Linked DNA regions of Columba livia: region 2 is linked to region 1. The links are chromatin contacts, called in public Hi-C maps. All regions are on one chromosome and are shown on one strand. Each heading gives the region's core, a stretch centred on a gene start, on an enhancer-like site or on the middle of the called end of the contact. The rest is flanking DNA. Distances are from core to core; before and after follow the strand shown. Region 1 holds the start of BRDT (bromodomain testis associated). Region 2 has its middle 23 kb from the start of ZNF644.

Region 1 (2,882 bases), core at 108-2,607:
GCTCAAACTTGGCATCAATAATGCCTAAAGAAACCAGGAGATTAAGTTTTTTGTATGTAACAGTGTCTTATGCTTAGACACCTAGCTTCTAAAAAACTTAACTTGTGCTTTAGAAACTAACTTCCATGCCAACCAAAGAGCTAAGACCGCATCTTCTAAAGGACAAAAAAAGGGTTTACATTTGGGTCACTCTCTCCTTTACTACCCACCTGAGCTCCCCTCAATCACACAGTACTCTTATCTAGCTTAAAAATAAAAATTTGTGTACTGAAGCTAAAGTGTGATCAGATTCCAATCAGCTAGATTGCTTGATATTTTTCAAACCCTGCCTTCCCAGCCCTGTGCATCCTTGAGCTGCTGAGGCAGGTCCCAAATGAGAAACCTTGACTGGTTCCCTAGGGCCCAGTTTGAAACTCTTGGCTAACCTGTTAAAGGTATGTTTTACAGTTTTAGAGTAAAAAGCAAATAACTTCCATAAATTTCACAACGAGATAAGTCAAGGCTTTTGGCAAAATAGCACATCTTGTGATAATCAAAACAATTTTTTTTTAAGAAAATATTATTCTCTGTCTCTGATAGCTCCCTGAAAGCAGGTATTAGCCAGCCTACTGAAAAGGTGGCTGTTTCCCCTTGTAGCTCAGCATTCTAGCTACTACACCAACATAGGAACTATGTATATCCTCCTACTAGTCAGGAACAACAGTTCATAGAAATATTAGCATACCACATAACAGCATACAGGCTACTAAACTCCATGCACCAAGAACATTTCTTAACAGGTTTAGCTGATAGTCAATTATCGCACAAAAATTTTATAAACAATATTGAGTCCCCCCAGCTAACACATCAAGGCCACCCAGAACCGAGCACAGTCTTCTTATTCCAAGCAGCACAACCTTTTCTTTCAGAAGGACCACTAACAACTACAGACACCCATAAAATAGCATTTCATTATTTTTAAGGTCTCTCATGGGTTACATCAAACAAACATTAGCTGTAGAGACAACCCACATAAATATTAGATCCTGAGAAACCACTGACTTACAGCTGCTACCAGTACCAGCCAGCCTCAGGCAATCCAAAACTGAACTGCCACCCTCAGAGCAGACCAGACTTGTTTTTACCTTTATTTTAAGAAAAGACACAACTCATTTCTTCCACACCTAAGAAACAAAGAGCAGAGCTTTGAGAGAACACCAGGGGAGCCTTTATAGTCTGCTTCCTCCCTCATTTTGCTCTCCAGCACACACCTGTAACCCTTACTAAAACCTGCCCTATCAGCCATCTCATTAGAAAGTTATCAGTATAGAACAGGAACAGCTGCTTACTTACAGCAGATCTACTCACTAGTTAGTCAATAAAACGTGGTGGAGTGATACAAAAAGATGAGTGGTTATACTTAGATCAGTTTTGTTTTCATTTTCTTAGCTCAGCTTCAAAGTCTTAAGCTTCAAGATAATGGTAATGCTCATGTTTTATCAATTATCCTGAGTTATGCTATGTTCTGGTATAAGAGGAGTGCATAAATAGTGTCTCTAGTTAAGGACTCTACAGTATTCACACCTTCCTTTACTGTCAAGTTCCATGGCTTAAATTAAAAACCAAATGCATTTAGCAATGCTGCTGTGGCGTAAGTGTGAGGACTAGGTTGTTTTCTAACAAATTCAATTTGTTGTAATTAAAGCTACAAAGAATTGGAATTTAGACAGCTTGTTTTGAATTTTGGCTATTGGCTAAGCTTTTGTCTCTCTCAGTACACCTACAAATTTCAGCCCTTGCATGCTGTAGTACAAAAATCAGTTTTCTGTTTAGCTTGTTGTTTCACTCAGGTGCATGTGTCAGTTTGAGACCAAAACCTGTTTGGATTCTTATCATGCAAGTGATTGATCTGCCTGCTTTTCCCTCTCTTTTATTTCTTCTTTTTTTTTTTTTTTCCCTAGCAAGATGTCCTGGTTGCTAGGCCAACATTACTTAGAATTCTTTGTTTTCCTGGCAAAAGCATGAAGTACTGGTATAGAATCTAAAACATCTAGGTAGAACCAGCATGTATTCTGACTTAAGCAGCCCAATCTGTTAGGACCATATGGATGAAGCTGTTGAGGAAAGTAGCAAACAGCTGCTACCTCTGCCACCTCTATGGAGCTGACAGTGAGTAATGCAAAGTTTATTCTTTACAGGTGACAGGAAGGGGATATATTTACTGAGATGGAAATTATTCCTGTATTTGAAGCAGAGCAAGTGATAGAAGCCTTGTTCAATGATAAAAAGCAAGGAAGGGGAGTGCAGTTCTCTGTAGGTAGGTCTTGAGATTTGTTGAATTGTGTGATTTCACTCAAAGACAGTCACTGGGAGAGTGAGGTTTTGCTGCTGTTGATGGAATTGGACAATGAGGTGGGAAGGGTGCTATCAAAAGAAAGGTGAAGCTGTTGCCCATGAAGTGTATGTATTTGCTGTCTTACTCTGCTTTCTGCCTTTAGCTTCTGGCTTGTCACTGCTTAATCCTCCTTTGAGTTGCTTTTTGTCTTGTAAAAATTTAAGTCAGCTGGATTTGTTAGGCTATGCTGTGAGCAGGGAAACACTATGGAAATCAGACTGGTTTGGTTTGTAATCACTTAAAAAACTGAGTTTTAAATAAATCACCAGCTTTCTGTATCTGATGTTAAAATAAACTGAAAAAGAATGTGTTACAATAATTTTTGTTAAATATGGTGTTGAAAAAAAGACTTGAAAAATACTGTAGTATTCCTTGTTGCCTCTGCAGTCTCAGTGCTTGCTGCAAGTTCTGGTTCTGTCTGGCTGTGACCTGCGGGCATGGAGCTGCAAACAGGACTTCTGGCAGTTCTCCCAAAGGTAGTGACTGGGCAGAGAAGGCCACAAAAAAG
Region 2 (2,700 bases), core at 154-2,653, 280 kb after region 1:
GGGTGAGCAGGCTGCTCAGGAGGTCAGGGGGTGCCTGTGCATCACAGGAGTGAAAAGCTGTCCTCTGTCTGCCCTGAGGCACAAACCTGCTTTCGCTCTGTGAAGCAGAGCAGAAGAGCTGGGGTCCAACAGCAGTAGGTATCCCTGAGTATCTGCAAGATGAGGGTGGCGTGTGGGTATAGGAAATCCAGTCGGCCTTTCAAGATGAGTAGGTGAGGTTTGGGTGGCAAAGTCATGGGAATGGTAACTGATTGCTGCTGATACTTACTGAGATGACAGCAAATCTCCTCTATATTAATGTTCAACTTCTGAGACTAGATTGAATCTTACTTTATTAAAGAAAAGGTAGGAAGCCTAGAAGTAGCTCTTTAATTTTCAACTGGAAAATACAATTTTGAAATCCATTATCTTAGGAATGCAATAAGCTAACAAAGTAATAACTGATGTTAAACCTACTTTGAATGTTATTTAAAGTACTTCTCAGATGAAACAAAAGTTGGTAGGTTGGTGTCAGCTTCACTTGAACATCGGCTTTGCTTATGCAGTTGCCCACACGAGGAAGACAGGTTGATCGGCAGGCATTTTCTGGCTACCTGGTTGTTTGGGAACTATCAAAGGCTAAAGCATCATTATGTGATTCATAAATGCTTCCATTTGCTATTTGTTCCAACAAAAGGCTGTTGTAACAGAATCAGTGTTGTAAGTGCAGTTCTGGCCATGAGGACTTCATGATGAGCACCAGACATCCCGCATCTTCAGGAATCTTCAGCGTTAGAGAGAAAAGACCTGTTAGTCTGTCCCCCACCACCGCTGAACTGTTCCCCTTGGCACATTATTGATCTCTCCTGGTCAATCTGCATCTGATGCCATGTATACATCTGTCCTATTGTTCCCCACACTATAATGCTGTCCTGTTTTCTCAAATGTTGTTTTATTTTCTTTGTCTTTCCCCTGTGTTTCATCTTCCTTTGTGTATTTGTATAACACACTTGCTCTCTCTGTTGTTTTCAACTTCTAATTTAATGCCACTGGTGAATTTCTCAGTCTCTCAGCAGATCATTAGAAAGAGACTATGCAGGACTGCTTGTAAAAGGAAACACTGCATTCCCAAGACAGGTCACAGGCTGGTGTGTATCAGTACTCTTTGTTTTGGAACTTTTAGCTTTAAGTCTTTAACAGATGCAAAATGATTTCTGGATCTCCTGTTTGCCACTTCACTGTAAGAATACAAGGAACACAAATTCAAAGTTGCAGGACTTGAAAGGAGCTGTGCAGCCCTAGGGAAAGGGCAGTTTGCCACGTAAGCAAAACAAAACCCAAATGAATAAAATCCCAGCCCAGCCACAAAACTAGTCTGTCCCCAGCCTATGGGCAGGTGAGGAAAGCCCTTTCCTCCTTCCCGCTCTCTGTACAGTCTGTTTCAACTTAACTGTTGTGCTCAGTGGCTGGAGAGTTGGCAGAAATTGATGTGTGCCTGACATACATTGTGAAAGGTGGAGCTGGCACGCCTCTGCTGTAAGGGGAGAGGAGTTCTGCTCTTTGTTGCCATTTTGGTGCTGCTGTGAGAAACCTGGAGTCACAGGCTTGCTTTAATCCAGCAAAAACCTCTGTGGCTAATGCTGTCAAAAGCATTTGTGTGCTGTGGTGAGTGTCAGAGTTGGACGAGGGAATAAATCCACTGTGAGCTACTACTGTGTTGCCTCCTCGGGTCGTCCTGAATGCTGATATTGACGCAAAGGAGGGAGCTGTTGGTGCAGGGTGGGAAGATGGGCTCCACAGAGTGAGCAGTGTTGGCACAGGGTCAGTGGAGAGGGAGGCTCTTGGTGCATGAGTCTCTCCCTGGTGCCTGGCCTGAGGATGGGGATGGCACTGCTGTGCCTGCGAGGGCTGCACTTGGCAGGTGATGCCCAGGGTGAATCTGTGCCCAGGCATTGAAGCAGCGTTGGACTGACAGACCCATCCCTTCATTTTGCTTGTGTTTCCAGCTGGAGTTTTTCGCTAGCAAAGCTCTTGTTCTCAGCCCTTTGTTAGGCTAGGGGAGAAGGTCTCATAGTTGCACCACCAGCTGGGTTAAAGGATGGCCTTGGGTGGCAGCAGGATTTCTGAAAGTGCCCTGCAGGCTACATCTCCTGGCACAGACTCCCTGTGCCCTTGGTCCTCTTCAGCTGCAGTGCGGGAGGCAGCATAGCATTGCCTGGATGGTAGTTTTAACTCTTTGTTACCTAAAATTCAGTGTCCAAGCAACACAGCAGTAAATAAAGCACTAGGCCCTTTGTAGAAAGTCACATCCTTCATGTTGCCTCTGCTACTGGTGTAAGTAATGTTGTGTGCAGCTCCCCAAGCACGGACTGGGAATTAGGGAGTGTAAAGTGTGTCTCAGGGGGATGGTTGCAGCCGTGAATGTTTGAGGCTTGATAATGCCCACTGGTGCTGGATGAACTTGCTGTCAGGTAACTGCATAGATAATGTTTAGCCTCGGTCAACAGCAGGGCTGTAAACTGAAACAAACAGCTCTCTCCTGATTACTTCTTCTAGACAGGATGATGCGGAAGGAAATAGAATTAAAAATTAATTTTGAAATGAGCTCAAGTCTTTTTACTAACCACTTTAAAACATCTGATATTAACGAAGGAACCTATTTAAAATAATGGTAAACTGCCATCTGCTGGTAAAAAAGTAATGCATGGAATGAACAAGCAG

Evidence for each region. A called contact is a pair of places that touch in the nucleus more often than the background predicts.
Region 2: a contact with region 1 is called in a Hi-C map of liver, with 6 times the contacts expected there. The contact joins the enhancer-like site here to the promoter of BRDT in region 1. A contact is called at or near these places in 2 of 2 Hi-C or Micro-C datasets (crop and liver).

What each region holds. Positions count from the first base shown.
Region 1 is chr8:24,742,988-24,745,869 of bColLiv1.pat.W.v2, forward strand. BRDT (bromodomain testis associated) reads right to left here and starts at 1,358. Exons shown (of 18, transcript XM_021292480.2): 1 at 1,125-1,358. It overlaps LOC110361442 (a long non-coding RNA gene), which reads left to right. Exons shown (of 6, transcript XR_010474378.1): 5 at 2,178-2,296; 6 at 2,762-2,882.
Region 2 is chr8:25,027,893-25,030,592 of bColLiv1.pat.W.v2, forward strand. No RefSeq gene overlaps it. Among named protein-coding and RNA genes, the nearest start is that of ZNF644, 23 kb to the right of the region's middle. Within about 2 kb of position 1,404, at least 1 of the 3 cell types and tissues checked has an H3K27ac peak away from gene starts, as active enhancers do.